Linked DNA regions of Sus scrofa: region 1 is linked to region 2. A link is a contact called in public Hi-C data. All regions are on one chromosome and are shown on one strand. Each heading gives the region's core, a stretch centred on a gene start, on an enhancer-like site or on the middle of the called end of the contact. The rest is flanking DNA. Distances are from core to core; before and after follow the strand shown. Region 1 holds the start of ALKBH7 (alpha-ketoglutarate-dependent dioxygenase alkB homolog 7, mitochondrial). Region 2 holds the start of GPR108 (protein GPR108).

Evidence for each region. Hi-C and Micro-C count contacts between places; a contact is called where the count stands out from the background.
Region 1: a Hi-C map of liver shows a contact between it and region 2, with 2.6 times the contacts expected there. The contact joins the promoter of ALKBH7 here to the promoter of GPR108 in region 2. A contact is called at or near these places in 3 of 47 Hi-C or Micro-C datasets (embryonic fibroblasts, heart right ventricle and liver) and 1 of 2 datasets of contacts at active chromatin or transcription factors (alveolar macrophages).

The regions. Positions count from the first base shown.
Region 1 is chr2:72,702,472-72,706,586 of Sscrofa11.1, reverse strand. It overlaps ALKBH7 (alpha-ketoglutarate-dependent dioxygenase alkB homolog 7, mitochondrial), which reads left to right and starts at 2,663. Exons shown (of 3, transcript XM_013994719.2): 1 at 2,663-3,093; 2 at 4,000-4,115. The coding sequence starts at 2,827. It overlaps ACER1 (alkaline ceramidase 1), which reads right to left and starts at 1,984. Exons shown (of 7, transcript XM_021083989.1): 1 at 1,854-1,984.
Region 2 is chr2:72,416,661-72,420,799 of Sscrofa11.1, reverse strand. It overlaps GPR108 (protein GPR108), which reads right to left and starts at 2,579. Exons shown (of 18, transcript XM_021083982.1): 1 at 2,410-2,579; 2 at 1,532-1,651; 3 at 425-475; 4 at 147-229. The coding sequence starts at 2,529.

The DNA.
Region 1 (4,115 bases), core at 1,414-3,913, 290 kb before region 2:
AAGTTCCCAAGCTAGAGGTTCCATTGGCACTATAGCTGCTGGCCTACGCCACAGCCACAGCCATGCCAGATCTGAACCTTGTTTGAGACATAAACCATAGTTCATAGCAACGCCAGATCTTTAATCCACTGAGTGAAGCTGGGATCGAACCCACATTCTCGTGGATACTAGTTGGATTCGCTACCACTGAGCCACGAAGGGAACTCCCGGCCAGGTTTTAAAGGCAGGGCTGACAGGCATAGTATGAGATTTGAGAGAGAAAGTAATCTCCAAAAACTACAAGGCCCAAGGCAGCTAGAAAGATGAGATATTTTTCCCTGATGAAACCAGGAGAGCTAGAAGGAGAGGCAGGATGGGCCAAGAGCAGGGGTTGATGTCTGATGAGCCTCAGACATCCCAGGGGATGGGTAAGTCTGGGGTCAGGGTTGGGAATAAAAATGCAGGAGGCTCTGGCATTTGGCACAGTGATCACTAGTGGCGCTAAATATCAATTCAGTGCTGCAGGGGCCAGAAGCCAGATTGGAGTGGACCCAGAGAGACGGGGTGGGAAAATATCGGAGCTGGACAAATCTTTCGAGGAATTTTGCTGTCGAGGAGAGCAGAAAACATGGGTCTGTCTTTGAAGAGTACTGAGGTCAATGTTTTGTTTTTTTTAAATTCAGAGGACTTTTTAATTTGGCTTCATTCATTGGTTACATTTGGCTGAACTTTGCATTCCACACAACTTAAAATACACACAAAAGCAGAGAAACTAGGATAATGAGTCTCAAGTACCCATTGCACCAAGTCAACAATGACCAGCTCAAGGCTGATTGTGATTCTTCGATCCCCTCCGGCCCCCAGCCCTGGATTGCTTTGAAGCAAATCCCAGCTTTTCATTTCATCTATTTCAGTATGTATTTCTGAAGGATAAGGAATATTTATTTCTCAAAAAACTGAAAACAGAACTACCACAACTACCACATGACCCAGCAATTCCACTCCTGGGTATATACCCACAACAAAAACACTAATTAGAAAAGATACATGCACCCCTATATTCACAGTAGCATTATTTACAACAGCCGAGATATGGAAGCAGTCTAAGTTTCCAGTGTCCATCAACAGACAAATACATAAAGACGTGGTGTATATATAATGGAATACTACTTAGCCGCTAAAAAGAATGAAATTTTGTCATTTTCAGCAACATTGATGGACTTGGAGGGCATTATGCAAAGTGAATTAAGTCAGAGAGACAAATACTGTATGATATCACTTCCATGTGGAATCTAAAATATACAACAAACTAGAGAATAAAACAAAAAAGAAACTGACTTAAAGAGAACAAACTAGTGGTTACCAGTGGGGAGGAGGAGGGGGGTGGGGCAAGACAGGGGAGGGAGAAAAGGGGGTTATTATGGGATTATGTAAAATCATGTGTGTGTGTGTGAAAATTTGGAAATTGTAAAGCACTACAGAATTTAAAGAATCTTTCAGGAGTTCCCAGTCATGGCTCAGTGGAATCTGAGTAGCATCCATGAGGACAAAGGTTCAATCTCTGACCTTGCACAGTGGGTTAAGGATCGACATTGATGAGCTGTGGTGTAAGTCGAAGATACAGCTCAGACCCCACGTTGCTGTGGCTGTGCTTGTGGTGTAGGCCAGCAGCTACAGCTCGAATTCAACCCCTAGTCTGGGAACCTCCATATGCCGCGGGTGCCCCCGCTAAAAAGATAAATAAATAAATAAGCAAACAAACAATAAAGAATCTTTCATTCAAAAAAAGTTAATTGCAAATAAGTAAATAAAAGGAATTTTTAAAATGACAACCACAATACCATTTTCAAGCCTAAAAAAGGAAAAATACTTACCACGGGTGAATATTCAGCCAATGTCCAAATTTCCCCCGTTGTCTATTTTTTAGTTTGTTCCAATCAGAATCAAACTAAGGTCCATACATCACCACTGGTGGATAGATCTCTAAGTGTCCTGTAACTGCAGGTTTCCCGTTAATTTCTCAATCTCTCCCTATTTTTCTTCTCTTTCCTTGAAATTCACTTGTTGGAGAAGCAGGGTCCTTTGTCCTGTGGACTTTCCCACTTTCTGGTTTTTGTTGATTGGGTCCTGTCCTTGATATTTCCAGTGTATGAATCTAGACAAGTGTGATGGGATTCAGGTTCTGCTTTTTGGCAAGTGATCTGCCAGCAGGAGGCACATTAAATCCAGTTCCCCTCTTTTCAAGATGTTAGGAGCTGTTTGGTCTCTGTCTATATCCACCAATAGTCCAATAGGGCTGCAAAATGGTGTCATGCCAATTCTGTCACTGAAGGAAGGGGATTTTTTGTTTATATCCTGCTTTTAAGATGGGAGCCAGCCCGTATGCGGGTGGGAATGACCCAGTAGAGAGGGGGTAACGGGACGTGCTTCGTTTTGACTTTTGGCTGAAACCCCTAACTCCACAAATCTGGCCCCAGCCCATAATCATAGGCTGGAGGTCATTCCCCTGACCCCTACATCTCAGCCCGACTGTACTCTACCCGCATCCTCCAGACCTGGCCGACTTCATAGCCTCGGCCCAATCCTTCTATGACCCCTGACCTCTGACCCCAAGCCAGATCTCGCCTTTGCCCCTTTCCCCCTCCCCGCCTCCGCCCCCTGAAGGACGGACAGCCAGTAGTCTGAGTTACAGCGGTCGATGGCGTCCAATAGGGCAGGAGAGGAGACGGGTTCTGGGGAGAGCCAACAGTTTGGGACGCCCAGCCGAGTAATAACCAGTAGCCTTGAGCGAGAGGCGGGACTCTAAGGGAAACCAATCACTGGAGGGACTCCAAGCAGCCACAGCCAATGGTTCTGGGGCTAGGGCGTGGCCCTGACCCCCCGCCGCTTCCAAGATCCGGCTACGGAACTATGGCAGGGGGCGGGCAGCTGGCGCTGCGAACGCTGTCTGGACACGGTTGGGTGAGGGGCTCGGGTCCGGCTCTCCTTAGCCGCCTGCGGGACGCCGCTGTGGTGCGGCCCGGCTTCCTGAGCGCGGCCGAAGAGGAGACACTGAGCCGCGAGTTGGAACCTGAGCTACGCCGTCGCCGATACGAATACGACCACTGGGACGCGGTGAGGCTGGCGGCGCTGGGGGGCCGGACTGCGGAGCTACGGAGGGGCGGAGCCTGGGGCGTTATGGGTGGGAAGAGTGGAGCGCTGGATGTTCAGGGCTACTGTTGTGGGCGGGACCTGGGGTGGGGGGCGGAGTCTTGAAGCTTGGAGGGGTTTAGGGGCACCTAAACAGTTTTGGAAAATGACAGCAAGGGCCAGAACTAAAGGCAGAACCTGGAACTAGGGGGTGTTTGGAGGACAGAACCAAAGTTAGGGACGGGGACGGGTGTGGAGCGAGATGATGGAAAGTCAGGGGCTGGGGTTGAAGACCAGGGAACTGGTGTTGGGTAGGATCAAACTGTGAATATCGGGGACTGGCCAGCAATGGGGCCGGGATCTGGGACTGAATTGAAGCCTCAGGGTGGATAGAAAGGACTGAGGCCAGCTAGATGGGGCAGGGGTTGGGTTTTGAGACCCAGGATCATCAGGTTGATAGGGTCAAGGTTGTGAATTGAGGGTGGGGTCAAGTGTTCTGCTGGGAAAACCAGCCCTTTGCTTTGTACTTCCACCAGCTTTTTCCTTCCCACCCCCAGCCCCAAACCCATACTTCAGTTTCCCTGTTCTCCCTGGAAGCTTCCAGCCTTGACTTTAGCTCTCTGGGCAGGCCATCCATGGCTTCCGAGAGACTGAGAAGTCACGCTGGTCAGAGGCAAGCAGGGTCATCCTGCAGCGTGTGCAGGCGGCCGCTTTTGGCCCTGGCCAGAGCCTGCTCTCCTCAGTGCACGTGCTGGACCTGGAACCTCGGGGCTACATCAAGCCACACGTAGACAGCATCAAGGTGGGCAGAGACCCGTGCCTTAGAGCTCCCAGCTGGGCGTGAGCCGGCCAAGCCAAAGATTGACTTACCCTCCATGTTCCCTCTTCCAGTTCTGCGGATCCACCATTGCCGGCCTGTCCCTGCTGTCTCCCAGTGTCATGCGGCTGGTGCACACTCAGGAGCCAGGGGAGTGGCTGGAACTCCTGCTGGAGCCAGGCTCCCTCTA
Region 2 (4,139 bases), core at 1,330-3,829:
AATGAAAAAGTGAGTGGCTTTCTTCACAAGGGAGTCACCGTTCCTTCTGGCTGGCTCTCAGTCCACCTGCTCAGCTCATGTGGGTATCGTGACCAGGGAAATACAAATGGTGGACTTGTGGGGGAGCCACCAGCCCCCCAACTCACTGCAGATCCTTGGTGTTGATGAGGAAGAGAACCAGGAGGTTGCTGCTGTTTCTATGGAGAGGGCAGTCGTGGGAGTGCTGGCTCTGGACAGTGGGTAGCAGGGAGCCTTGGTTACCGCCTCCCAATGGGCCCGCTTTACCCTGCCTCCCTCCCCCATCCCCATCTCCCTGCTTCCCCCTCTGGCAAAGAACAGGGGTCTCTGGGTTCCAGATGTGGACAGACAACTCTCCCCTCCCACCGCCCCTGCCCCTTTTCATTCCCTCCCCGCCTCCACTCACTGAGTAGGAGCGAACACTGCCAGATCGAACTCGGGTCAGACTGAACCCCACCTGGCGGGTGGCAAGAAAAGGGGACACGATGTGAGGGAGGCCAGCAGGGACCTCCAAGTCACCTCTAGCAGTGGCAACAGAAATGTAACCTTGGATTTCCTGAACAGCTTAAGTTCATCCACTTACTGGCTTTTCCCATTTATCACCCCCACCCCCAACCCCCCAACCCTTTCCCCTTAACTCCTGGCGATCTGTGCCACCCAAACGGGATGTCACTTCCTCAGGGAGACCTGCGCTGGCCCTCTGGACCTAGCTCGCCCTCTGTCCCACTATTTAAATTGCTGAGGTAAAAAATAAATTAAATAGAATGTTTGTGGTATCCTGCCTTGGGCTCTGGAGTCCAGCACACAGGGATTTACAACCAGGCTCTGGGACTCTAAGCAAGCCACATACCTCTGGGTCTGTGTAAACACCTGTAAAACTGAGTTGGCAGGTGTAATCTTCTCACAGCATCCCCGAGAGGCAGCTGTGTAGGAACCAACCCATGGAAATTGATCTGCATGGTACCTGGTTCACAGCGGGTACAATAAACACTAACTACTCTCTCTCTCTTATTTTAGGGCTGCACCCACAGCATATAGGGGTCAAATTGGAGCTGCAGCTGCTGGTCTACACCACAGCCACAGCCATGCCAGAGACGAGCTGTGTCTGTGACCTACACCATAGCATGCAGTAATGACAGATCCTTAACCCACTGAGTGAGGCCAGGGATCGAACCCAAATCCTTGTGGATACTAGCTAGATTCGAAACGTGCTGAGCCACAATAGGAACTCTTAGCTACTCATTTGATTCAAGGAACTGGGCTGTCTTGTTCACTGGCATGCTCCCCTCCCCACCCCTCTCCGGCTCAGTGCCTAGCACATATTGCAGGAAATATTATTATTCCCATGTTATAGATGAGGAAAGAGAGGCCAAGGGACTTGCCCAAGATCACACGGGTGAGAGGCATAGCTAGGATGGGAATCCAGAGCTGGGGGGGGGGGGTTGTGGGGGAGAAGCCCAGAAACTTCTGCACCTCTCCCTCCTCCAGTACCGCACTCCTCAAAGCCCCTCACCAGCGGAGCTTTCTCTTCTGTCTCCTGGAGGCCCAGCCGCAGGAGGCTCAGGTCTACCTCCAGAGAGCCGTTGGTGTAGAAGCCAAAGCTGTTCAGCTGGATGTCGGCTCGCTTCTCCCCCTGCCGGCGATGAAGGAGACAGAAGCAGCTGAGACTTCCCACTAGCCCAGCCCCAGAGTTGTGGCACGAGGTTTCCCCAAGGGCTGTGGTCACCTCCTGGTATGCCTAGATTTAGGACGGGTCCAAAGGGTGACAGAAGAGGCTGAGAGGGCCACCCCTGGAGGCTGTGACCCCAATCTCAGGAAGGGACAGAGTGGCCCCGGATCCTCTGGCCACTTTTCAGAGTCTAGGAAGAGAAAGTCTGGGACCCCTGGAAGTCCCTCCACTGGATGAGTACCACCCGGAGAGCAGAGTTACGAATCTTGGAGTGCCTGGCCCTCACCTCCCAGAAAATTTTTTGATTCCAGCTGAGCCCCTAGAGTGCAGAGATTTCAACTGAGCCTCCAAGATCTCGATAAGTACTCAGAGGACTCCAGTCTAGAACCCCCAGGGACTTCCCTGGGCGGTGTTAAGGGCCCCTGGCGCCCCCAAATGGATCCCCAGAATTTACAGGGCTCTGAGTCCTGGGTCCCCGGAGATGAAGCCCCGCCCCAAGCCGTGGGCGGGGCACGACCCCCTCACAGCCGGCCAGGCAACTCCAAAGGGAGGATTGAGGGGGATCCTCGGACGAGGCCACTTCGGGCCTGGACGCGGGGGGCGCCGGACCGCTCCATCCCGTGTAAGGAGCGGGGGAGGTAGGACGAGACCACTCCAAGCCAGGGGCTTCTCCAGGCTAAAGCTGCGTCCCCCACTCAAGACTGCTGCGCGGCAGGACTCACCGTCAGCGTCAGCCGGTGGATGCGCCCAGAGCAGCCTCCTAACAGCAGCAGCAGAAAGAGCCGCTGGCCCCACTCCGCGGGTCTCCCGCGGGCGAGCCCCCTCCTCTCGCTCACTGCCATCTCTGGAGCCACCGCCTCCCCTGATACCGCCTCTGACGCCTCCAGGCCCGCCTACCGGTGAACCAATCGCCGTACGGTGGGGGCCGACTCTTTGGCATTTTCGGCCCGCTCAACCAATCATCGATCTTCTCCTCTCGAGGCCGCCCCCTTTACGACACCAAATGGACAGCACCGGTTCCGAATGGGAATGCTGATGTCAGTTAATCCCGCCTCCACTCTCACCAATCACTAGAAGGATTGTCCCTGATGTAATTTGATAAACAGACCCTCCAACCAATTGTGATGGATCTGATATCCGGCCCCCAAAGGGGAATTCCTCCATCCACCCTTAACTGACTGACCAGTTCAGAACTACATTACCCAAAACGGAGGGGTAGCAGACGGCTCATTGGGAGCCTTCAATAAACTACATTTCCCAGTATCCCTAAGGACGGACTTCCCCTTTGTACCCCAGGGATGTGGCTCCCAGCCAAAGTTCAGGCTTTTGGTAAACACATGCATTTGCTGAAGCCTATCTTCTCTCCTAATCTTCCTGATCCACGGAGAGGCCAAAACCTAGCCCCAAGCTAAATCTTGACCCTTGGGTGACCTATGATCCCAGGCTGAATTCCCAGCCTTAGGTGGACGCTTCTATCCTGGAGTGAGGCAACTGGAGGCTCACCCCCAGGTTCCAGGCTAGTCTTGTCTCAGGCTGAGCCCTGACCTCAGCCTGAAACCCTGACTCCCCCACCCGTTTTTACCCTCAACCTATACCTGGTTGAGCTTCCACCTGGACTGAGCTCTGACCTCAGATTAGGACTAACCCCTGACTTCAGATAAGGACTGATCCCTGGACCTCAGTCTGAATCTGAGGCCTTCATTTGGGTGGCTGACCCTTCTGCTAAGGCTCTGATCCCAGACCCTATCCCAACTGTGATGAGGACTTGAGATCAATCCCAATTTCAGTTAGAGGTTGAGACCCTACTCTCAGGCTGAGCAACTGAGTCCCAGATCCCAGGCCGAGGTCCTGACTGAGTTCCTGATCCTTTAACCTCTGGAACACAGGTCCACTTTACAATTTCAGGTTTTCTAACTCACAAGCCACCAGCAGGTGGGGCCAGGTCCCCGTAGAGCCATCTGTCCCAGTGTGGGCTCCTGGAGCTATCCTCCTGGGCTTCCCACCTGTGTACAGGGAGCCTGCGGACTCAGAGCCTAACCTGCCCTGGGGGCTCGGGGCCCCCAGCCCCAGCAGGGCGGCTGTCACCTCTGTAGCCAAAGAGAAAGCACCTAAAGCAGGAGAGGATGAAAGAGGTTGCTGCAGAGATTTCTCCCCTTTTATCCCAGTGCCTCAAAGGAATTAACAAGGTGTGAACAGACTTTTATGAGAGGCGACGGACTTCCAAGCCCCAGGGCAAGGGGGTTGGAGGGGAGAAAGGAGACATTGTCGGAATCCTAGGATTTGGAGACTTTTAAACCTGATTGGGCCTTAATGCATGCGACTGGAAAATGGGCAGGTGCAAGTACGAACCGAACCGGACAGCAGATGGGGAAAGGCTTGGGCCCAGCGCCCCAAGGACAACCCGTCCTCAGTTTCCCGGCGCAGACTTTGGAGAGAGAGGCAGGATGCGGTG